7 separate regions of the Mus musculus genome follow, and regions 1, 2, 4, 5, 6 and 7 are each linked to region 3. The links are chromatin contacts, called in public ChIA-PET, Hi-C, HiChIP or PLAC-seq and promoter capture Hi-C maps. All regions are on one chromosome and are shown on one strand. Each heading gives the region's core, a stretch centred on a gene start, on an enhancer-like site or on the middle of the called end of the contact. The rest is flanking DNA. Distances are from core to core; before and after follow the strand shown. Region 1 holds the start of Timm29 (translocase of inner mitochondrial membrane 29). Region 2 holds the start of Zfp426 (zinc finger protein 426). Region 3 holds the start of Fdx2 (ferredoxin 2). Region 4 holds the start of Kank2 (KN motif and ankyrin repeat domains 2). Region 5 holds the start of Zfp653 (zinc finger protein 653). Region 6 holds the start of Dock6 (dedicator of cytokinesis 6). Region 7 holds the start of Spc24 (SPC24, NDC80 kinetochore complex component, homolog (S. cerevisiae)).

The links. Promoter capture Hi-C pulls out the DNA fragments that hold promoters and counts their contacts. A called contact is a pair of places that touch in the nucleus more often than the background predicts. ChIA-PET counts read pairs in DNA pulled down with a chosen protein or histone mark. HiChIP or PLAC-seq counts read pairs in DNA pulled down with a chosen protein or histone mark.
Region 1: a contact with region 3 is called in a Hi-C map of CD8 T cells, with 2.7 times the contacts expected there. The contact joins the promoter of Timm29 here to the promoter of Fdx2 in region 3. A contact is called at or near these places in 3 of 39 promoter capture datasets (liver and pre-B cells), 2 of 484 Hi-C or Micro-C datasets (CD8 T cells and nephron progenitors) and 2 of 9 other capture datasets (adipose tissue and liver).
Region 2: a promoter capture Hi-C map of erythroid cells shows a contact between it and region 3, with 4 times the contacts expected there. The contact joins the promoter of Zfp426 here to the promoter of Fdx2 in region 3. A contact is called at or near these places in 2 of 39 promoter capture datasets (erythroid cells and pre-B cells).
Region 4: a contact with region 3 is called in a promoter capture Hi-C map of pre-B cells, with 3 times the contacts expected there. The contact joins the promoter of Kank2 here to the promoter of Fdx2 in region 3. A contact is called at or near these places in 2 of 39 promoter capture datasets (cranial neural crest and pre-B cells) and 1 of 9 other capture datasets (liver).
Region 5: a contact with region 3 is called in an H3K27ac HiChIP or PLAC-seq map of microglia, with 5 times the contacts expected there. The contact joins the promoter of Zfp653 here to the promoter of Fdx2 in region 3. A contact is called at or near these places in 1 of 115 datasets of contacts at active chromatin or transcription factors (microglia) and 1 of 9 other capture datasets (liver).
Region 6: a contact with region 3 is called in a FOXA1 HiChIP or PLAC-seq map of pancreatic cancer cells. The contact joins the promoter of Dock6 here to the promoter of Fdx2 in region 3. A contact is called at or near these places in 1 of 39 promoter capture datasets (pre-B cells), 2 of 115 datasets of contacts at active chromatin or transcription factors (microglia and pancreatic cancer cells) and 1 of 9 other capture datasets (adipose tissue).
Region 7: an RNA polymerase II ChIA-PET map of memory CD8 T cells shows a contact between it and region 3, with 4 times the contacts expected there. The contact joins the promoter of Spc24 here to the promoter of Fdx2 in region 3. A contact is called at or near these places in 1 of 39 promoter capture datasets (pre-B cells) and 1 of 115 datasets of contacts at active chromatin or transcription factors (memory CD8 T cells).

Annotation. Positions count from the first base shown.
Region 1 is chr9:21,591,336-21,594,701 of GRCm38.p6, forward strand. It overlaps Timm29 (translocase of inner mitochondrial membrane 29), which reads left to right and starts at 1,387. Exons shown (of 2, transcript NM_178619.4): 1 at 1,387-1,735; 2 at 1,815-3,366. The coding sequence starts at 1,624. The coding sequence ends at 2,503. Yipf2 (Yip1 domain family, member 2) reads right to left here and starts at 1,496. Exons shown (of 8, transcript NM_138303.2): 1 at 1,193-1,496; 2 at 726-883; 3 at 565-645; 4 at 92-179. The coding sequence starts at 1,223.
Region 2 is chr9:20,491,355-20,494,346 of GRCm38.p6, forward strand. Zfp426 (zinc finger protein 426) reads right to left here and starts at 1,392. Exons shown (of 9, transcript NM_001110309.1): 1 at 1,344-1,392; 2 at 1,032-1,097.
Region 3 is chr9:21,071,843-21,075,002 of GRCm38.p6, forward strand. Fdx2 (ferredoxin 2) reads right to left here and starts at 1,689. Exons shown (of 5, transcript NM_001039824.3): 1 at 1,547-1,689; 2 at 1,422-1,476; 3 at 1,233-1,339. The coding sequence starts at 1,664. It overlaps Raver1 (ribonucleoprotein, PTB-binding 1), which reads right to left. Exons shown (of 13, transcript NM_027911.4): 13 at 2,316-3,160. Gm38431 (predicted gene, 38431) reads right to left here. Exons shown (of 17, transcript NR_038081.2): 14 at 1,422-1,476; 15 at 1,233-1,339.
Region 4 is chr9:21,797,271-21,800,274 of GRCm38.p6, forward strand. Kank2 (KN motif and ankyrin repeat domains 2) reads right to left here and starts at 1,276. Exons shown (of 12, transcript NM_145611.4): 1 at 1,212-1,276. It overlaps Dock6 (dedicator of cytokinesis 6), which reads right to left. Exons shown (of 50, transcript NM_177030.3): 50 at 2,910-3,004.
Region 5 is chr9:22,069,617-22,072,904 of GRCm38.p6, forward strand. It overlaps Zfp653 (zinc finger protein 653), which reads right to left and starts at 1,760. Exons shown (of 9, transcript NM_177318.3): 1 at 1,433-1,760. The coding sequence starts at 1,725. It overlaps Ecsit (ECSIT signalling integrator), which reads right to left. Exons shown (of 9, transcript NM_001253897.1): 9 at 2,630-2,964. The coding sequence ends at 2,708. Gm16845 (predicted gene, 16845) reads left to right here and starts at 1,386. Exons shown (of 3, transcript NR_040407.1): 1 at 1,386-1,548.
Region 6 is chr9:21,851,340-21,854,301 of GRCm38.p6, forward strand. It overlaps Dock6 (dedicator of cytokinesis 6), which reads right to left and starts at 1,296. Exons shown (of 50, transcript NM_177030.3): 1 at 1,206-1,296. The coding sequence starts at 1,249.
Region 7 is chr9:21,758,603-21,761,788 of GRCm38.p6, forward strand. It overlaps Spc24 (SPC24, NDC80 kinetochore complex component, homolog (S. cerevisiae)), which reads right to left and starts at 1,701. Exons shown (of 5, transcript NM_026282.6): 1 at 1,517-1,701. The coding sequence starts at 1,676.

The DNA of each region.
Region 1 (3,366 bases), core at 137-2,636, 520 kb after region 3:
GCTCTTCATGCATGACTGCCCATTTCAGGGCCTGGTACAGTCCCATGTTTAAGTAAATACTACATTGATTCAAACATAAACCCCCATTTACCATATAGGTCGGGACGGTTTCTAAGATGGTGCCGCACAAAGTTGTGGCCAGGATGGGGCAGCAGGGAGCCTTTGATCCTGTCCAAGACCTGGAAAGCAAAGCCCAGGGTCTAGAATGAGAATCCTGGTGTTCTGAGAGGTGTCAGCACATCCTACTGAACAAGCTCGAACATGTCACCACTGTGAAGGTGGATTTCAGGCCTGTCACCTTGCTTTCAGCTTCTTGCAGCCTCTCCTCTCAAAGTAAGGACAGTCCCTAAGTTCTGGATGGTCTTGCAACTACATCTCCAGGATGTACCCTCTCACTGGACCTGGTCTATCATTAGAGGTTGGCTTGACTGGGAAACATTCTGGCTTTAAGTCACACACCTATCCACGCCTACTTTGTAACCTAGCTTTTGCCTTCCAGCCCCACCATACCCATTCAGTCCTCAAGTATAGTGGCTGGACTCCAAGCAACTCCAAGTGCCTTACCTGGGAGGTATCCACATCAAAAAAGCTCTGATAGTAGTCAAATGTCCAGAATCTGGGCTGTGGTTTTTCTTCCTGTAGAAGCTATAAGACAAAAGACTCAGAACTTGCCTGCTCAGCCAGGGTAAGAACAGAGGCAGATCATCGGGGCCTAGGAGACTCACTGATGTCTTGTCATCCTCTTCCTCCCCTACTTCAGCTCCATAGCCAATGCCTGAACCCACAACCACAGCCACGTGCTCTCGGGAGGTCAGCTCATCACTTTGGCTAGTAGTAGCTGCATCTGGGGTCTCTGCCAGAAGATTTGTGGCTTCCTCGAACTCTACGGAGAGGGAATATGGGCATAGGTGTTTGGAATCTGAAAATTCCTTTCATCAACTGGGGCTATGGCTGCCTTACCGCCGTCCCCTAAGGGCTGAGTTTCTTCAGTTTTGATGCATGGATAGGTCTGTCTACTAAGATGGGATTCAATTTAGGTCCTGTGCAGAATTGGACGCTGTGATGTGCCTTTTGAGTTCATGGAAGAAGCAGGAATTGAGTGCAAGATAAACCTGAGGTCTGGGTCCCAGCTGCCTGGGGTTCTAGCTTAGGACTGAGGTAGGAGCTCTGACCACTTCCGGGCTCCACTCACCGTGGAAGGCCAGTTCGTCAGCTGCTGCCATGACTCTTTAGAGGCGTCACCGCATCGCACTCTGTGGACAGAACCGCATCAATCCCACAGCCCTCCCCAAGACTGATGCTTCCGTCTGGACTCCTGCATGGAGCCTAATACACGGAATGGAACTTCAGCTCCAAGCTGGGTCCCTTCAGATGCACCCCACCTTCCTCACCTGAGCCTACCTAAGCTGGCGTGGCTATTGCTCTATGCGCGTGCGCGCCGCTCGACTTCCCTTCAGAGCCCACCCTTCTCCACACAACGGCAACATCCGTTTAGGTCCGTTTCCTATTGTCTTCCTGTGGGAAACTACTTCCTGTATCTTGCGCTTGCGCAGGATCTACTCTCCGGCCTTTTTCATTCCGACACTATGCGTTTCTACTCGGCTGAGGAACCGCAGGGAGACGATGGTGACAGCGGCTCTTAAGAGATTCTGGTCCGGTGGGCACGGTGAAGCGGGAGGAGAGGCCGGTGGTGCCACGACGGTGGCGGTTAAGCCAGGGCTGTGGACGCGACTGAGTGAGTAGTGGCAGAAGGCTGCAGGGTGGGTGGCTCGAGTGGTCGAGTCCTTGTCACCGCAGCTCTTTTTTCCCCTCAGGCACCTGGGCCGGCGCGCTGCTCCGGGACTACGCTGAGGCGTGCGGGGACGCGGCGGCTGCGGCGCGAGCTCGACCGGGCCGCGCGGCCCTGTACGTGGGGCTTCTGGGCGGCGCGGCTGCGTGCTGCGCGCTGGCGCCCAGTGAGGCGGCCTTCGAGGAGGCCTTGCTGGACGCATCGGGGTCACTGTTGCTCTTGGCACCGGCCACGCGCAACCGCCACTCGGAGGCGTTCCTGCAGCGCCTGCTGTGGCTGAGGGGCCGTGGGCGGCTGCGTCACGTGAACCTGGGCTTTTGCTCGCTGGTTTACGAAGCGCCCTTCGACGCCCAGGCCAGCCTCTACCAGGCCCGCTGCCGCTACCTGCAGCCACGCTGGGTGGACTTCCCCGGCCGGATCCTCGACGTGGGTTTCGTTGGCCGCTGGTGGATTCTGCAGAATCGCATGCATGATTGCGACATCAACGACGACGAGTTTCTCCATCTGCCCGCTCATCTCCGCGTCGTCGCGCCTCACCAGCTGCACTCAGAGGCCAATGAGAGGCTGTTCGAGGAGAAGTACAAGCCGATCATACTCACCGACGATCAGGTGGATCAGGCGCTGTGGGAGGAGCAGGTGTTACAGAAGGAGAGAAAGGATCGGCTAGCTTTGAGCGAGGCTGATTCACTGGTTCAGTCCGATGTTTCCAGATGAAACCCAGGATTGCCCCCGGGTCACCAGGCGCAGGCAAACTGTTGGCTGTGGATGGTGCAATTGGTGAGATGGGTAGAGATAAATGGCCCTTATTGTGATTTTATGGGAAGTCCTCACTCTGTCCGGTTAGCCGAAGAAACTTGGGGGCCTTACTGGTCTTAGAGATACAGAAGAGCTGAAGGACTGCTCTTAAACATGCTGAAGCACTTGACCTTACTGTGTTAATTGCCCCCAGATCTACTAGTAAGGAGCCTGTGCTGTGTAGCCTGTTGTAGCTGGGGATGTTCTTCACGGGTAGAGTGTTTGCCTAGCATGCCTGGGTTCCTGCACTGCCAAAACAGAACAGAAATGGGCTTTTAGTCTTGGGGGTTTTGTTTATTTGGTTCGTTTTTGAGAATGTGACTCCCATATGCCCAGTCTGGCCCTGACTCCTGCATTAGCTCTAGTGCACCACAGAGTACCCCGCCCATGCATTAGTCCTGTTCATGAACGGGGCTACAAAGATGTCCTGACTGCCAGTGACTTCCAAGATCCTAAGACCAATCCCCCAGCCCCCCTTTTGGTAGTGTGTATCAGTGAAGTTTTTTGAGGATAATGGTCTGGCCGTGTTGCCAAGGCTACTTGTTTAAAGAGTCCCGACTGTTCCTCCCTTCGGAGAACCTCGACTCAGTTCTCAGCAGCTTGATCTGTAACTCCAGGCCAGCGAATCAATCCAGCCTTCTCTTCTGGATTCCTTGTACACCAGGCAGGCACGTGGTGGTGCACAGACAAAACACCCACGCACATATGTTTAAAGATTCTCCTAAGTCATCCCCCAAGATCGGGACTAAAATCATGTGCCAGCTTGCCTGACCTCAGATCTC
Region 2 (2,992 bases), core at 142-2,641, 580 kb before region 3:
CAGAGGTCCTGAGTTCATATCCCAGCAACCACATGGTGGCTCACAACCATCTACAATGAGATCTGATGCCCTCTTCTGGTGTGTCTGAAGACAGTGACAGTGTGGTCACATATATAAAATAAATAAATCTAAAAAAAGAAAGAAAGAAAAGAAAAGAAATCATGTTCCTATTGCTCCAACTCCTGAGATCACTGCTATGTGCTACCATGTTGCCCTTTATTTTCAGTTTACATCTTAGCAAACAAGTCACCATACAATATATCTTGCTGGGGAAAGAGTAGACACGGACTGCTGCAAGAGGTGACTGCAGCATAACAGATACTGGACCATCAAATATGCTAGTACGTCTAAGTTTTTTTTAAAAAGAGAAATGGGGGGGGGGGGATTGTTGGGGAGAGAACACTAATTTATCAATCTTCTTAATAGTTAATTCTATGATTTTTAATAATCTAGCTTTCCACATTTCTTCTGTGAGCTCCAAGCAGTTTAGTGATGAACAGATCTAAGAACGAAGAGAAAAGTATGTGTATCACGCACAAGGCCCTGAATGGACCACTAGCACAGAGAGATAAAGGGATGAGGAAACAAACACAGGCCTAGGAACTTTGGAGGTGGAAAAAAGCTCACTATTATTGTTTGTTAGGTTTTTGCTTGTTTGTTTTTTAATAAATACAGTATTTCACCACGTAGCACTGGTTGGCCTGGAACTCATTTTGTACACCAGACTAGCCAAGAACTCACAGAAATCCTTTTGCCACCTGTGTGCCGTGAGTAAAGGCTTGCCCGCTAGGTTTTTATGAATGGGCTGGAGGTCTACCAATGTTTATATTCTCTCAAGAAAGACGTACATTCGAAGTAACTAAGAAATTTGTCTCTGTATCTGAAACTAATGGTCAAAATAAAACACGCACTCACTAAATAAAGTACAATCTAACAATATGAATTAAGTTCTCACCCCGACATTCGTCTCTAATATTTTTTTAAAAGGGAATACGGCTTTTTCCAAAAGCGACCTTTCACTGAGTGCTCACCAGAGGCGCTGAAATCGCAAGGTGTATGGCGCTGATCACTCCAACTACTCCGGCAAAATTTCATTTCTGAGGAGAAAAATAAAAGAGCCTTTCGCACAGAATTTGCTTGGGCGGCTTTTGAAGAGCAGCATCGTAGCCGCAGCCATCGCCAGGCCCGCCCTCTGGGCACTTCCCCAGCCTGGCGACTGACAGCCAGAGAGGACTCAGGCTTGGCCGCGCCCGGAGGCGCCGTGGCAAGCGGAGCAGAGCTCTGCACTCTCGTTCTCTATCTCCCCCTCCGCCTCCAGGTAGTCCTTGTACCGCAGAACTCACGAATGCCAGGCAACTCCGCAACTCTTCAGTGCAGATAAGAGCCGGAAGAGACGGGCGCGGGCATGACGTCACTTCCGCTCGCGCTCGGTCTGCTGCAGAGCCAGGCCCGGGAGTCTACCTCGGTTGAATTCCTGTCAGATTTCTAGTTTCTCCGCAGTGTCAGGGCGGAGGGGCTGTAAGGGCTTCACCGCGGGAGCTGGAGGCCGACGCTGGTCTCCAGGACAAGACAGAATTAGAATCCAGGCTGTGAGCCGGGCAACGGTGGTGCCAGGACCAGTAAGTCCTTTAACCACAGGGTTTCTTGTGGGTACCCAGCGTCCGCTCAGGAAATTTTTTTGCCTGCCATCGCTGCATTCTTAGAACCCTTGCTTTCTAGTGCACCCTAGTCCAGTAGGAAACAGAAGGCAGTCTCGCTTCCGTAATCATCTAGACCTCTCAAGATGTTGAAATTGTATTTCGTAGGCTGCGACCATAAAGGGTGCTTCAACAGATTTACCCTACCTAAGCCCATTCCACCAGCCTCAGGAGCCCAATGGAAATAACTGGGTTTCTGACTGAGAATCCTGAAGTAGTTACTGGGTGGGTCTTGAACTCGTCTTAACCGCGTATCTGCATCTTTCCCAGCAACTGTTTTCCCAAGTCCCCGGTTCTATTGAATGCCCTAAGCAAACAGTAAGCTCAAATCCGGGTTTTTGTCATCTCAAGTCACAGGAAAAATGCCCAGTCACTCAGATTCGACACTCCTGGTTACTGATGGTCCCTAATAACATGAATGAAGAGCCAGTTTAACCACGCAACAGTTGAGAGGCTGAAAACTGTAATGTTACTAGGCTGAATTCTGCTGACATCTGTTGGTCAATGCGAGTCAAAGAGAAATGAAGCTATAATCACTTTCTGACGAAAGTAAAAGCATTTATGGCCCTGATCTATTACAGGATGCAAGATCAGTTTGTCAAGAGACCCATTTACCCTCTCTGCCATGAACTTGCTCAACCAGGGGCTTGCGTTGCTTCAGAAACAATATGCCAGTATGACTTCTCAGTGAAAAGGCAGACTTTCTTACTGCACACTTAGAGCTCAAGGAAAAGCTCTTTACTAAAGCACATGGCCAAATATGAGTTGACCTCAAATGTAATTATATATACCTTAGAGTTAGGCATTTTACACACACTCATCCTTAAAACCTCTAGGTCCCAGCCCCTGATTAGACTTTGAACAATTTAAGAGACAGGAGACTACAAGTCTAGCCACTTGGTCAGATGGGTTATTTACACAAAAATATTGCCAAGATTATTTAAGTACACCAGTGTTGTTCTTTTCAAATAGATCTGACCCAGGGTCATGTTGCCCAGCTGGCAAAAAAAAAAAAAAATTTTTTTTAAAGAAAGGAACTGGGGTGTGGGCTGGAGAGATGGTTCAGCGGTTAAGAGCACTAACTGCTTGTCTTAGTGTCAGGGTTTCTATTCCTGCACAAACATCATGACCAAGAAGCAAGTTGGGGAGGGAAGGGTTTCAGCTTACAATTCCACACTGGACTGGAACTCAAGCAGGTCAGGAAGCAGGAGCTGATGCAGAGGCCATGGAGGGATGTTTCTTACTGGCTTGCTTCCACTGGCTTGCTCAGCTTGCTTTCTTATAGAACCCAAGAC
Region 3 (3,160 bases), core at 439-2,938:
GGCCTTGGGAGGCCAAGGTGTGAAAGAGGCTGTGGGAGAAATGTCAGAAAGCAAATGAAAGCCAGGCTCTATGAGGCCACTAAATACAGACAGACATGGGCACGGGAGGCTTAAGCTGGGTGAAAGGATGCCAGGCTGTCAAGTCTGAAGAATGAGGAGCCAAGTCATCTGCTGGGAAATCACCTCTCACATTATAAGCACAGAGGTGCTAGGACAGGACTGAGCTGTGATGCCTGAAAAACAGCAAGAGAGTGGTGAGGGACAGCACTGTGCATCTGTGATCCCGCTTCAGTTCCACCTCTCCCCAAAAGGTAGTCAGCGGCAGCACTAGAGAATGGGGGGTCAACATGGAGAATCCACAATTTCCAAGAGAGCACAGATTCTAGCAGCTCAGTAAGGGCTGCTCCAAAACCTAGTTTTATTTTAGTGTTAATTTAAAGAAAGATTTTTAAGTGTTTCCATGTGTCTCTGTGTGGGTTGTGCATGTGAGTAGGTGCCATGGAGGTGAGGTAGTGTGCCCGGCACTACTGGTACAGAAGGCTGTGAATTGCCTGGCACAGAGCTGGTGGTAGGAAGAGAACACAGGTCTTCTCACAAGCCGTCTGCAGTCTTCAGCACTGGCGACCTTTCCAGTTTCATTATTGCCATCTTACTGGCGTTAGCGCAAAGGTGGTAAAACAGTAGAGACAACCTGTATTCTCAGAACTGAGAAAGCTAAGGCAGTATGATCAGCCAGCAGGTTTAAGGGTAAGTCAGAGACTCTGTCTTAACCATTTTGGCACTAAAGAGGTGGAGGCAGGGGCATCACTATTGTGAGTTTGAGCCTAGCCTGGTTATATAGCTGATTTCAGAACAGCCTGAATAACATGGACTCCATCTCAGTTCTTCCCATCCCACCTATTTGGTGATATGGTAGGCAGCACATGCCTGTAGTCTCAGGACTCAGGAAGTGGAGGCAGTAGGTTCACTGCAATGAGTTGGAGGCTAGCCGGGATTACATACTTAAGTTCCTGGACAGCCTGATTCACAGAGTGAGATCGGACCCACCCATACACCACCTAAACAAAAGTATTGGATTGTGGTAGTGCACACCAGGTCCCAGGAGGGTCAGCAGTTCAAAGTCATCCTCTGATACATAGTAAGTTCGAGGCGAGCCTGAGCTATAGGAAACCTCTCAAAATTACAAAAAGGTATAAGAATGCCAAGGATCTCCCTAGTTTCATATGACCTACCTTCCAGGTCCACCCCGTGGCGCTGGGCCAGGTATAGAACATTGTCCCCGACTTTGCCCCTCACCGGGATCCGCTTGCCAGAGCGGTCCACGAACACCACGTTGACCCTGGGGACAAACAGGGTGCAGGTGCTGAGCCGGAGGCAGGGAGTGGCAGGGAGGGGCAGGGCGTGGCACGAGGGGCACTCACACGTCCCGGGGCAGCTCCGGGCTGTCCGCCGCCTCCTCGCCAGCACGCCGCTCGCCTGGAAACACACGAGTGGGTGAGCGGCTGCGGCCTCGCTGCACGCCGCGGCTCGGCCCAGCCCTATGTACCTGTAGTCCCGAACGTCCTAGATGTTACCGCCGCGTGCCCGGCCCTGGGTCCCCAAGATCCCCCGGCCGCCCGTAACAGGACCCGGGCGCTCACGCCCCGGGCCATGGAGGCGGCCATGATAGGCCACGTGACCGGAAGACCTAGCATGCTCTGCGCGTCCTCAGCGACAGTAAACGCAGCGTTTGGGCGCCGTGTGAGGTCAAAGGTGATGCACTGGGATCTAGCTGGACTTCCGGCCTCGCCCTGTGGTTGGATATTTCTTCCCTTAGGTCGTACTGTATGTGTTCTGCTTATATGTACGTATGTGCACCAAGTGGGTGCCTATGGAGCCCAGAAGAGTTGATGGGTAGTGTGGGGCTGGGAACTAAAACTACGTTCGGCAATTGGGACCAACCTCTGAGTTCTCTAATTTTTAGACAGGATCCCCTAGTCTGGCCTTGATCTCCGAATTCCTTTGCTGGAATTACCGGTTATGTGCAACCAGTATTTAAATTTTGTTTGAGACAGAATCTCTATAGACTGAGAAATTCTTAAGTCTCTAAGCAATTCATATAGACCAGGCTGGCCTCCAAGCCCAACTTAAATTTTTAGGGATTGTGTGTATGAGCCCATCCGTGACATGTGTGTAGGTCAGTGGTCAATCTGCGGGAGTCAGTTCTCTCCTTCCACCATTTGGGGCAGAGGGATAAAACTCAGGCTGTCTGTGTTACCAGAATTCTGAGCTAGTTTGCTGGCCCATGGTTTATATCAAGAACCAGCCAGCTCTGATTTTTTTTTTAAAACCGTTTACTTACAAACTTTAATTCAGCAAAGGTCTATGCAGGGGGTGGGGGTGGGGTGAGGGGGTGAGATACACCCACTGGAGTGGGTTTGGGTTATCATGTTTGGGGAGGGAGGCTGGTGGTGGCTCAGCTGGCTAAGGGCAGAGCCCCTAGGTCCCCCTCACATGGACAGAGAGGAGGCCTGCTCCAGTGATCCAGCCTGGGGATGGTAATGACCTGGGTTTGAAAGAACATGGTAGAGGCCCAGTGGCCTGGGTACAATGGTCACCTTTCACAGACAGCAGGGGAGACTGTTGAAGCCAGCAGAAAATACTGGTCTCTGCATCCAGGCTTTGGGCAAAAGGGGTGGTTTGCCAAGATCAAGGCTTTAGCCTTCTGTCCACAGGGCAGACACCTGGAGAAAGGATGAACCCTAGGCCAGAGCTCTTTGGTCCTGAGCGGAGCTTTTGGAGCTCCGCATCTGTGAGGCTCTGACCCAGCAGGACCTGTGGCCCAACTTTAAGGCATCAGAAGGCAAGGATACTGGGGCAGGGGCTGGAGATCTTGGGGCTTAGGGTACTGGCCAGAATAGGCAGGCAGGGGCATGAGACAGCTATACCTGCAGCAGATGACTGGGAAGAGAATAGGGTTAAGCTGTTGGAACCTGCACATGTGGAATAGAGCCTGGGCAGGCCAGACCCTGAAGGAATCAATTTGGGGCTTTTCTGGACGGATGGGGGAGTAGATGTGATAATCATCCTGGTTGTTTTAAAAAATAATAAAAATTAGAAAAGGAAATAAAAGTCAATTGTCGAAGTTTAAAAACGGGGACTGTCTCTGATCCTCACAGGT
Region 4 (3,004 bases), core at 26-2,525, 730 kb after region 3:
ACTTAAGAGAGACACAGAAGTAGGGAGCAGAATTGGGGTAGCCTGGGCTAGGGGCACTGAGGTGGAATGAATAATGAATAATTACCACACCGTTTTGTTTGGTTATTTAAGGCAGTTTCCTGTAGCCCAGGCTGGCCTCAAACTCACTATGTGGCTGGGGATGACCCTGAAATCCTGATCCTCCAGCCTGCACCTCATAAGTGCTGGCGTGGCTGGCTACACCACACCACACCATACATTCTGGGGTGGAACCCCCGGTTTCATACATGCTAGGCCCACGTTCTCCATCCCCAGCCATGCTTATGTTTTTGGAAAAAGATCTTGCAAGCTGAGTGTAGCCTCACATGCCTTTAATCCCAGCACTTGGGAGGCGGAGGCAGGCAGATCTCTGACTTGAACCTAAAACGGGGCAGATTCGCCCAAAGCACCCCTAGACCCTATACATCTTACTCTCCAGATGGAGCGATGGAGGTCTACGGGTCTCGTTATCTAACCTCAGGCTGGTAACTCCGTGGCGGGAGTCGGAGGAGGCCCCTCTCTCCACAAGATCCCGGGATGAGAGAGGCGGAAGGAGGCTGGAAGAATCAACAGGTGGGAGTTTCCAGGAAAGGGCCACAGGGTCTCCCCAGAGTGCACCCCCCCCCACCACCAGCCTGGGTGAATCTGGGATCTGGGGGTTTTCCTGCCGCGCTCCCTCCGCCCCTAAAGTTGGGGGTGAGGAGGACCCCGCCCCGGGCGGGGAGGGGGCGGGGCCTGCGGGGTCCCAGTCTAATGGCAAACATCTGCTGATCCCCACACCCGCCCAGCAGCCAGGCCCAGCCCGGCCGGACGCCCGGATGCCTTCCCGCCGCTGAGGGGCCTGGTCCGGCCACCCGGAGCTGCGAGAGCGGGGACCTGGGAAGGTTAGGGGACAGAGCTAGACGAGAGTGGCGGAGCAGAGGAAGAGAGGCAGGGAATGATAAAGGCATAGAGGTGGGCTAGGGGCAAGGGAAGCAGGGCCCAGGTCAGGGCTGGGGAGGGGAGAGGAGCGCGGGGACCCAGACGCTCCGGTTTGCAAAGTTTGGGCGCAGATGTTAAGACTTGAGAGGGACCAGCTAAGAGAGAGTGTGCGAGCTTGTAGCCTCGGGTTGGAGGTGGGTTAGAAATCCTGATAGTGCCCCTAGAGTAGCCCGGACCCCACGCCACCCCGATCAGCCCTCCGTCCCACTCGCCTGGCACGCTCGAGCCTCCGCCGTCCCAGGCGTCCTGCCCGCTCCGCCTCAGTCGCCGCAAGCTTGCGGAGCCAGCGCGGTAGCCACGCCCCCACCAGAAAGCCACGCCCCTCCAGTCTCCCGGGCGCCTCGGCCGCGGGGCCTGGGGGCGAAGTTGAAGGGTGGTCGTGGGGGTGCACGCGCTCTCGCTGCGGCCTGAGCACGTCCTAGGGTCTCAGTCGGCTCCTGGCCACCAGCCCTCCGGACAGGGTCCCCGCTTCTCCAAGCCTGGTGCCCGCCCTTCGCAGCTGGACGCTGCAGGGGGCGGAGCTGGCCGCAGCCCAGCTCGAGGGCGGGTGCGGTAGCGGCGACTGGAGGTCACCCCTCCCCCGTTGGCCGCCAGCAGCTGGAAGTCTTCCAGCTGCAGGCCGGGTGCACCATGGCGTGACCGCCGACCCAAACTCTAAGATTGCAGCACCCACACCCCAATCTCCTGAAATTGAAGTTGTGCCTCAGTTTCCCCATCAGCAAAATGGGGTCAATCACATGACCCATCTGTTAAGTGTGTTCAGAAAATTCCCTTCATACTACTCTTGGGCTGACACAAATCACAGGGCGTGGTTTATTGATTTTGTGAGGTTGGGGATGGACCCCAGGACTCTGAATGCTAATCACTCTGCCTCTAAACTACACCCTAGTCCAGAGATGAACTTCTGTTTGCACTGGACTTTCTGAAGCCACTCTCACAGCGGGACTGCACACCTGTAGTCCCAGCACATGAAAGATGTGGAGCCAGGGCGATCAAGTACTAGAGAGGTCACCTTCTACTCCAGTAATTCTGAGCCAGGAGAGACTGTCTCAAAATAAACAAACTAAAGACAAAACAACAGGAAAGAAAGAAAGGAAGAAAGAAAGAAAGAGAGAGGAAGGGAAGGGGAGGAAAGAGGAAAAATATAGCTTCCTGGAAGCCTCTGCTTAGCACACGTGACAGGTGGATGTCTCAGTGGGTAAACTGCCTGCCGGTGTGAACTAGGATCTGAGTTCGAACTCCAGCATCTACATAAGAGTTGGGCCCACAAGTTTACCTGTAAGCCGAATTCTGGGGGCTGGGCAGATCTCTATGGCTGGGGCTTACCAGCCAGTGAACCTAGCTGCATCTATGAACTCCAGGTTCAATGAGACCTGTCTCAAAAAATAAGTGGATGACCAAGGGGAGGCTCGTCAGATGTCAAGACGAAGGTGCCTGCTGCAAGCCTGAAAGCTCAATGCCTGCGATCTATACAGTGGAAGGGGAGAACTGAGTTCTGCAAACTGTCCTCTGACTCCACATGTGTGTCATGGCACCCATGCACCCACAAACATACAGACAGACAGAAAGAGAGAAAGAGGAGAAAAAAATACAATTAAAAATGATAAACCATTTAATCCCAGCACTTAGTAGAAAAGGCTGAGGCTGAGGTGGATGGGTCTTTGTGAGTTCAAGGCCAGGCTGGGAAGCAAAGTAAACACAAAACAAAAAGTGGAGAGACTGAGGAATACTCGTACATCACACGCTTGCACACGCAAACCCTCACCACAGGTGGACACACGTGACCTCGCACACAGGAAACACTCTTTCCCATGGCCATGTTACAATGTGAGTGTGTTCTCTTCTCCCACTGAATGAACGTCACTGCCCCCAGGGCAGGGGCCATGTCAACTGTCAGCACACCACACAGGTTGTATATAAAACTCACTTTAAATTAAAAACAAACAAAAACAAAATTTAGAATCCATCAGTGCAGACAGACAGGGGGCTCATCTCCTAGGACTTC
Region 5 (3,288 bases), core at 510-3,009, 1.0 Mb after region 3:
ACCTGCCTGATGCCCTTGGAGGTCAGAAGAGGGCATGGAATCCCTTGGAACTGGAGTTACAGATGGTTGTGAACCACAATGCTGGTGACTGGAACCAAACCCAGGCCCTCTGAAAGAGCAACAAATGCTCTTAACTACTGATCCAACCTCTTCAGGGCCTAGAATCAACTCTTAAAGAATCATTCATACAGATGAGTGCAGACAAGAGCAGAACACGCTACACCTGAACCCTTACTATGGGCCAAACCCTTTCTATGCTCTCTATTTTCATTTTGTATTTTATTTGAGATAGAGTATCGTTATGCAGCCCTGGCTGGCTGGAACTGTCTGTGCAAACCAGACAGATAATATCCAATCCAGTGTTCACACCATGCAGCTACTGGCTGGGGAAGCTGGGGCAACAGCTGGAGTCCCAGGGTGAGCTTTCCCTCCATGGCTTAGCATCCAGCTTGTCTTCCCACTGTGGACACCTGCACTGTGAGACAGCAGGAGTAACCTCTATTGGAAATGCTCCACCTTCTAGCTGTTCTTAAGGGCATGGGGTTTTTACTCTTGGGCACTTCTGCTGTCCTTGTCTCTTCCTGGAGGACACTGAGAGAGACATGCTTGAGTCTCAAACAGGAGAGGCCATCTACACTTTCAGAGCCTGCTTCTCAGTGTGGCAAGCTGCACATGACAGTTTACCAATAGGTCTGACAACTACAGCGTGGTGAACCATTCATGGTCTTAGTCTGATCCCTAGAGGGCACGTGGTAGAAGAGGACTAGCTCTGCAAAGCTGTCTTCCCACCTCCTTATGTGGGCCTACATACACCACACACGCACACATACACAAGAATAAAAGTGCCCTCACACCAAGCCTGGCACATGCCTTTAGTCCCAGCACTCAGGATGCACACAAGTAACCCTGACAAGGTTGTTGAAACAGGTGGCTGGGTTAAGGCTGCTTTCTTGTTGAGGATCCGGGTTTGGTTCCCACAACCTACATGGTGGTTCACAATGGTGGTTTCTGGGGATCCGACACCCTTTTCTGACCTCTGCAGGTAGTTCATGCACGTGGTACACATATATCCACGAAGGCAAGGCACTCATACGCAGAAAATCAGAGTGCCCAGCACCTTTGGAGGTTTACACCTGAGAGCCAGCCCCAGGCCAGGCCAGTGGAGGCGGGTCGACTCTTCAGACGGGCCAGTCGGAGCTTCCGAAGGCGGGCAGAGGGGTGGGGCACAGGCTTGCATTGGGTAGTCAATGGGTCGGAGGCGGAGCCGCGAGGAGGCGCGTGAGGGGTCTGGGTTGCCTAAGCCCGAGACCGAGGGCCGCCAGGCGGCCCGGGGGTGGGGCTTCACGCTCCGGGGGCGGGGCCGCTGCCCTTTTCGTCCCTCCCCCGGCTTCTTCTCTCCCTCCCTCCCTCTCCCGGCCCCGCGCCCCCTTACCCGTGGCGACCGCTACGCTGGCCACGCTCCAGCGAAATGAGGTAGGCGGCAAGTTTGGCGTCGCTCCAGCCGCTGCGGCGTCTCAGGTCCACCCAGGGGCCGTGCGCCTCGCCCAGGTACACGCGCCGCACGTCGTACTTCTTCCGGGACTCGAGCCGCCTCCGGGCCCGGTCCGACTCGGTGAGCCGCGGCCGGCCCCGCGCCTTTCTGCCTGCCGCGCCTTCCTCTGCCGCCGCCTCCCCGCCTGCGCCCGCCTCCGCCTCCGCCCCGGGCTCTGGAGCCCGCTCCGCCATCCCCCCCTCCCTGGTTACCGGCCTCCCCCGTTGTTAGGAGCCTCGACCGGAAGTGGCGCGCCTAGTCTGCGCCGCCGGGAGATTTCTCACAGGGTCTTCTCTGCCCGCGGCGCCAAACGGGGACAACTAGCCATAGCTGCGCATGCGCGTAGTCCGTCCGGCCCAGGCCATGGAAGTGCGTTCTGTTGACAAGTCAGTTATTTGGGAGGTAGAGGCACTGGGTACTGAAACTCAGGTAATCCTTGCCTCTCTATTGAATTCTTCGGCAATGTGATTAAAGATTTTTTCAAAAGGGCTGGAGAAATGGCTCACTGGTTAAGGGCACTCACTGCTTTTCCAGAGGACCTGCGCTCAAATTCAGCACCTACATGGCAGCTAGAACTGTCTGTAATTCCAAGATCTACCATTCTCACATAAACATATATACATGCAGAACACCAATGCACATAAAATAAAGGTAAATACATTTAAAAGATGTTTTTAAAGGCCAACAAGTCGGCTCTGCAGGTAAGGTGATGGCTGGCATACTTGACAATCTGAGTTACATTTCCGAGATTCACAGGGTCATATATCGGAACAGACTCCAGCAAATGGTCTTCTGACCTCCACACATCCCTCCCATACCATAAATATATAAATGGATTTTTTTTTTTTTTTTTGGTTTTTCGAGACAAGGTTTCTCTGTGTAGCCCTGGCTGTCCTGGAACTCACTCTGTAGACCAGGCTGGCCTCGAACTCAGAAATCTGTCTGCCTGCCTCCCGAGTGCTGGGATTAAAGGCGTGTGCCACCACGCCCATCTATAAATGGAATTTTTGAAAAGACAAGTTTAAAAAAGGGTCCCAAGGTGGTAAACCCAAAAGAGCCCATGCAGAACATACGAAGGGAAGCCACAGGGCCAGGGAAGAGGTTTTGATTTTTTTATTTTCTCCATATTATTTCATACCAGCCCAGTCTTTTCTCCTCATGCCAGCTCTATCTGACTCAACTTTGCCCCTGCTGCTGCTCTGCCTGAATGGTCTCATCATCTTCCTCAGGCCCCTTGGGAGGACTGTGGGGAGGGGACTGTCCCTCCAGCCTTGAAGTTGTCAGGAGCTCCCCCGTGGACCTGGCCAGGCGGAATACCACTGGGATCTGTGCCAGGGTTGGGTTGGTCTCCTGCAAGCCTTGGATCCACTTGATCAATGTTGCCTGATCATGGGCACCAGCCATGCACATGGCGAAGACAGGGCCTTCTGTCACTGTTAGGAGAAGAGTTTGTGTCTCACCACTGTGACGTACTCTGAGCACCTCCATGAGTTCACAGCCAGCTCCCTGTGCCACATAAATGTTCTACATTTCCCTTGGCCATGCCACCCGCTGCTCAGATACTATCAAGAGACTAAGTTTGAGCCCTAACTTGGAGGCTACCATGTGCCTCCTCCCAACTCCCCACATATAACTTGACTGTTCCCTGCTGACCTGAGGCTTGCGCGTATTCTGGTCACATCACTAGTCAGTATAGAATGCTCCTTAAAAGATAGTACAAAGGGGAGAGGGAGTAGCCAAGGAGAGGTACCCTGGGG
Region 6 (2,962 bases), core at 46-2,545, 780 kb after region 3:
CAGGGGGGGCCAGGAGTTCATGGCCGGTCTTGGCTACATAGTGCATCTGAGGTCAGCATGGGCTACGTGACCCCATCCCAGACTAACAAAACACAACAAAGTAAAACCAAGACTCCATTCAGTTGCAGGTTCATCTGGGGTTGTGGGAGAACTCAATAGGTAGGTGAATGTGCAGAAGCATCTATTTATCTACCAGGCTGCTTGGGAAATCTTGGGCTCCCTCACTACATCAAGGCCCAGGATCATTCTGCACATCTTTCCCACCTGAGCTAAAGGCATAAGGACTTAGGAGGCAAGACAACAAACAGAAAACTGCCCAACTGCTCTGCCCCAGATCACAACCCTCCTCTATCCAGAACTCTCTGTGGCTCTCACTTCACTTGGGGTCACAGTCAAAGTCCTTCTGGCCTACAAGGCGTAGGCCCTATAAAATCTATTCCTATTGGTCCCTCTGTGGCCCCAGGGCCTTTGCATTTGCTTCTTTCCTGGATGATGGGCAGATCTCTTCCTTCGCTCCTTTAGGTCTGTGCTTAACTCTACCTGGCCTACCATTGAGACCCTATCCTCCCTTTCCTGTCTTATGCATCCACACCATACCACGGACACATCTATGTTTGTCCCACCAGAGCGAAATCCAAGAATGGGGCAACTTTCTTGTGTCTCCATCAGGGTGGGACCCACAGAGTGGCTTCTCTCACCTAAGGTGGTCAGACAGGTCTCCAGAGGATCGGATACCTGGGATGATTTACCTGGGATGATTTCTAACCTACCCCAGATTTGAGCCTCTCTCACAATCCAGTGTCCATGGAAGGGGATCCCCCAGCATCTGTTGCCTGTCCCTCCCCTGTCTGCCCACCAGCTGGTTCAGTCCCCAGCCCCCTCGGCCCCCTCCCACGCCCAGCCGGTGCTGGGAGAGGCTGGGGCAGGAGACTGAGGGGCTATCCCCAGCTGTCCCCAGCTCCAGACAGCTGGGTCCCGGGACCCTGGGCGGGGGAGGGGTGCGAATTTCCCCAGGCTGGTGAAGGGAAGGACGGCAAGAGGGTCCGAATGCAGCCTAGCACTCTCGGAGCCCGGCCCGCACGGACCCGGGATGCGCTTCCTCCTCCGGGAAGTCCTCGGGGAGCCCGGCACGCCCCCGCTGCCCGCCATCTCCAGCACTCGCCCGTCCCGCCCAGAGTGGCCGTGACCGCGGCCGCTCTCACTACCTGTTGATCTTGTGAGCGAAGGCGCGGCGCTCCGAGGCCGCCATGACGCCCCGCGTCCCGCCGCAGCCTCCCGAGTCTGGGCAGCCGGGCTGGGCGGAGCAGGCGCGCGGGAGAGGCGGGGCCTGTGCTGATGGGGCGGGGCCTGCACTTCGACCCGCCCCAGCCGCGGAACCAAGACGGGAATGACGCGGGGTCTTCTCGGGGCGTGGTGGCGAGGCCGGGCCAACTCTAGGATGGGGAGGAGCCTTCTCTGGAGGGGGCGGGGCTTTCCCTAGATAGGGCGGAGCCTTTTCTGGGATGCCGTGGGGCCAGCATTGAGAGTGGGACAGAAATACTGGGGATGGGGAGGAGACAGCGCTGACAGGAGGATGGAGCAGGCTGTGATCTGGGATGTCGCTGCTCTAGGATAGGGACCGGGACAAGGCTGGAGAGATGAGGATCTTTGTGGGCGTGGCTTATGAGGGACGGTCCTTGATGGGCGGGACGTTGTGAGTGGCTCATCTCTGCGATGGGCTAGGGAGCTGGGGACCAGGCAGAGCAGGGCATGGGGTGGGTGTGGAGCAGGGGCAGGGCATGGAAGGGAGTGTTCCCCTCCCACTGGGGTCAAGATGGGGAAACTGAGTCTTCTGTTGGGCTGGGAAGAAAAAATACGGAACATCAAAACCTGTTAGGTCAGCCGGGCAGTGGTGGCTCATGCCTTTAATCCCAGCACTTAGGAGGCAGAGGCAGGCTAATTTCTGAGTTCGAGGCCAGCCTGGTCTACAGAGTGAGTTCCAAGACAGCCAGGGCTACACAGAGAAACCCTGTCTCGAAAAAACAACACAAAACAAAACAAACAAACAAACAAAAAAGTTAGGTCCTCACTAGTCCCGGAGGCACGCTGCCTAAAAAACAACATCAATGTCACACAATAATTACTAAGGTTTTGTTTATAGTCGCTCAATGGACATAGGTGGGAAGAACTGTTGTTTTCCACTACTGACAAGTGGGTTAACTGAAGCCTAGCAGTGTGGAGGCTTTTACATAGTAGGCCTCAAAAGGTGCTCAAGGGACTTCCTGCCAGTCTCTGGGTTGCAGTAGAGAGGTGGATGAGTCCAGCTAAGCTCAGGGGTGTCACTCTAGGAGGTGTGACTCAGAAAGCCAGTATCGATACCTGAGCGAGCCAGTCCGGAAGTTTCTGATTACCTGAAGTTGTAGGATGTCTTCATTAATTTGTGGCCTTAAATATCTTCCCAACAGCTCCTTTCCCAATAACAGTTTCCTAGAATTTTTTCAGTCCTGGCTCATCTTTGGATATGCCAATTGTCTGCTGCCTCCACACCTTCTCCTGAGTAGCTTCAGCCCTCTGAGCAGTCACGGTCAAAACAGTCTTGGTAGGGTAGGCAGCTGTGCAGCACAGGACATGTCTGCCTCAGAGCTTTTTTGAGTGCTGCTCGTTATCCCACCTATGGATGGATGCTAGCAGGAGCCCCATCTACAGAGGATGAAATTGGAGCCAGAGGGCAGGGTGACTTGCCCCAGTTGCCCAGCAAATCTGTATCAGCTTCTGAAGGCACAGGAAGGAGACCTAGATGGTAGGGGAACCCCCTAGGTATCCATCTGCTCTTGATCTGTGTACACAGCTGTCAGGAGCCCACGCACCTACTCAGCGTGGTCCAGTGGCTTCTGCCTGGGAGATGCAGAATATAACTCCACCCACGACTGTGCTGGGCCACACTCAGTGTTACTCAGGTCCCTGCCTCTTCCTCTGAGGCCAG
Region 7 (3,186 bases), core at 451-2,950, 690 kb after region 3:
CACACATGCTAGGCAAGCACTGTACTACCTACGCAGAACCCACCTCAAAAGGCATGTGGGGTGGGACCTGGGTGAGGGTGACAGAGGGTTTCTCTGTAGCTAATTATGTAACTGAGGTTAGCCTTGAATTCTCAGCAGCCTCCTGCTTCGGTCTCCCAAATTCTAAGAGCACATGTTCAAGCCGCTAATGACTCATTCAAAGAAGAAACAGCAGGTTTGCGTGTGGAGGTCAGAGGACAAGCTGCAGGGGTCAGTTCTACCACCTGGCTCCCAGGAATCAAACTTAACATCGTCAGGTAGGCACCAAGTGTCTCTACCCAGTGAACCATCCTGCCAGCCCTCAGGTTTTTACTTCATTACTACTGCTTGCTCCCAAGGCCTCCTGTAGCCACATGTGTTCTCTCTGAGCTACAATCTCAGAGATAAAACTTCTCATTTTACTTTTGGTCTTCTGTCAATCAGGCTGCTTTGAATTCCTTCCAGCCTTCCATTCCTGACCCTCCTGCTTGTCTCTGGAACACTGGTCTGACAGGCCCATTCTGCCATGCCTGGCATGGAACCCAGGGTTTCATGCATGCCAGTCAAGTGTATCCCTGCCCCCTCAACAGTTTCAGGTTTCCCCCAATATCTTTGCAGAAACCCCTCCCCAGTCCCGCCCATGTTACCCCTCCTAATGATAGAAAGCATTTGTCTCCTCAGCCCATCACTGCAGTACAAATGTTATCCTGTCTCCTCTCCAGTAGGATGCCAGCCACCAAGGGACTCCTTCCCTGCTGTCACCCGAGGTCCAGCTCACGGCAGGCTCTGTTCACAAGTCTATTGGGAAGGCACGAAACTTTAAAAAATGTTCCCAGGGCCGGACGTGGTGGCGCATGCCTTAAATCCCAGCACTTGGGAGGCAGAGGCAGGCGGATTTGAATTCGAGACCAGCCTGGTCTACAGAGTGAGTTCCAGGACAGCCAGGGCTACACAGAGAAACCCTGTCTTGAAACAAAACAAAACAAAGTTCAAACAAACCTTTGACAGGGAAGGACACTGAGATGGGAGATTGCTCACACCTGTGACCAAGGCACTGAGGAGCTGAAAGGTTCTTTGAATTTCTCAGCTAAGTAGTTCTCTACTAGTCAGAGCTACATTTAAGCCTGAGTCCTGGAAAGTTAATAAAGGGTCGTGCCCTGCTAACTCTATATTTAATTACGCTTAAGTCCCTAGATGACAACCGTTGTCATGACAACGGTTTCACCGGTGGAGAAATCAAGGCTCGGGTGTGACTGCTCTCCCTCGGAAGACCCTCAAGAACGGCGAGCAGGAGTGGAGGTGGGGGCTGGATCATAAAGACTTCCAAAGGCGCCTGAGCTACGAAGTACGATCGTATAGAGTCGCGCATTGTGAGCTATGACACTTATCTGGACGCCTCTGAGCCATGGCAATTGTCAGATGGGGAAACTGAGGCCCAGGAGTACCAGCTCCCCCCGAGAAGTCCCCCGGGGCTGGGGCGCAGGGGACCGGCCCTCACCCCGAAGCTGCCGGTAGGCGCCGTCCTGCATCTCCAGCAGCCGCTCCATCATCTGCTCGTAGCTCCCGAGCAGCCGCCGCTGCTGCGCCTCGGCGCGGTTGGCCCCCAGCAGGCTCAGTAGCCAGTTGCTCACCTCCACCATGTCGCGGAAAGCCGCCATGACTGATCGCGCCGAGTCCGAACCCGCGCAAATTCGTCTCACCACGGGCCCCGCCCCCTCCCCAGAGCGCATAAGTCTCATTGGATCGTTCCTACGTCCGTCTCCTGCAGGACTCAATCAGCGAGGGGACAGAGCGCTTCGGAAGGAGCGGCCATTTTGTGGAGATCCTGTGCGAAATTTCTTCTGTCACTCAGGTGTGAGGATCAATCATCGTAGGCGGGGGAGGGGGGGGGGCGGCGGCGCGGGGGGGGGGCGTGTCACACGTGGCCAGTTTGCGATTGGCCTGGTACGCGTGCGTCGATTGTCGGGCTATGAACTCCGGGGAGAGTCCAGGGCGTTAGGAGTCTGTTGCGCATGCGTAAACTGGAAAGCTGCGCGACTCTTAGAGAAATTTGCAGGTATCAGTCGCTGCTTGAAGGGCAATGTAACGGATGGTTTATTATTTTTGCTTGTTTTTTTTTTTTAGTTTACTTTAGGAATATATTAATTATACATAAAACTGGGATTCATTGGGTTTATTTTTTTCTTGGCGGGGGTTGGGATGTGTGAGCTGTGAGATGTTGAGACTATGTAGAACTGGCTGTCCAGGAGCTCTTTGTTAGAGATCCATCTACCTCTGCCTCCTAGTGGTTGGATTATAGGAACATGCCACCACAATCATTCACCAGTCTCTATTTTTTAGGCTTATTTCTCTTTCTTTAATGTGTATGGGTAAACGTTTTGCCTACATGTATGTATGTGTCAGCAGAGGTCATAAAAGGGCATCTGACCACTTGGAGCTAGATATGGATGGTTGTGAGCCATCATGTGGTGCTGGGAGCCAAACCCTGGTTCTCTACAAGAGCATCCAATGTTCTGGGAAGGCAGAGGCAGGCAGATCCCAGAGTTTGAGGCCAGCCTGGTCTACAAATAAAGCTCCAGGAGAGCCAGGATTATATAGAGACCTTGTCTCAAAAATAAAATAAAATAAAATCTTTAAGTAGGAGTCTAGCATGTATCTAGCATGTAGCACTCAGGTGATGGGAGCTTGAGGATGGAGGTAAATTCCAGGCCAGCCTGGGCAACAAGAGCAGTGAACCCCGAAGCTGAGCATGGTGGCTCAGGAATCAGGAGCCTAAGGAAGAGGAATTGCCATTCATGGGACTCCAGAGTGCTGAGTGAATTCCAGACCAGCCTGAACTACAAAGTGAACCCTGTCTCCTTAAATACCTATACCCCAGAGCTGGAGAGATGGCTCAGCGGTTAAGAGCACTCACTCACTGCTTTCCCAGAGGTTCTGAGTTCAATTTCCAGCAACCACATGGTGGCTCACAACCATCTGTAGTGAGATCCAATGTCTTTTTTTTTTTTTTTTTGGGGGGGGGGTTTGAGACAGGGTTTCTCTGTATAGCCCTGGCTGTCCTGGAACTAACATTGTAGACCAGGCTGGCCTCGAACTCAGAACCTGCCTGCCTCTGCCTCCCAAGTGCTGGGATTAAAGGTGTGTGCCACCACTGCCCAGCTGATGCCC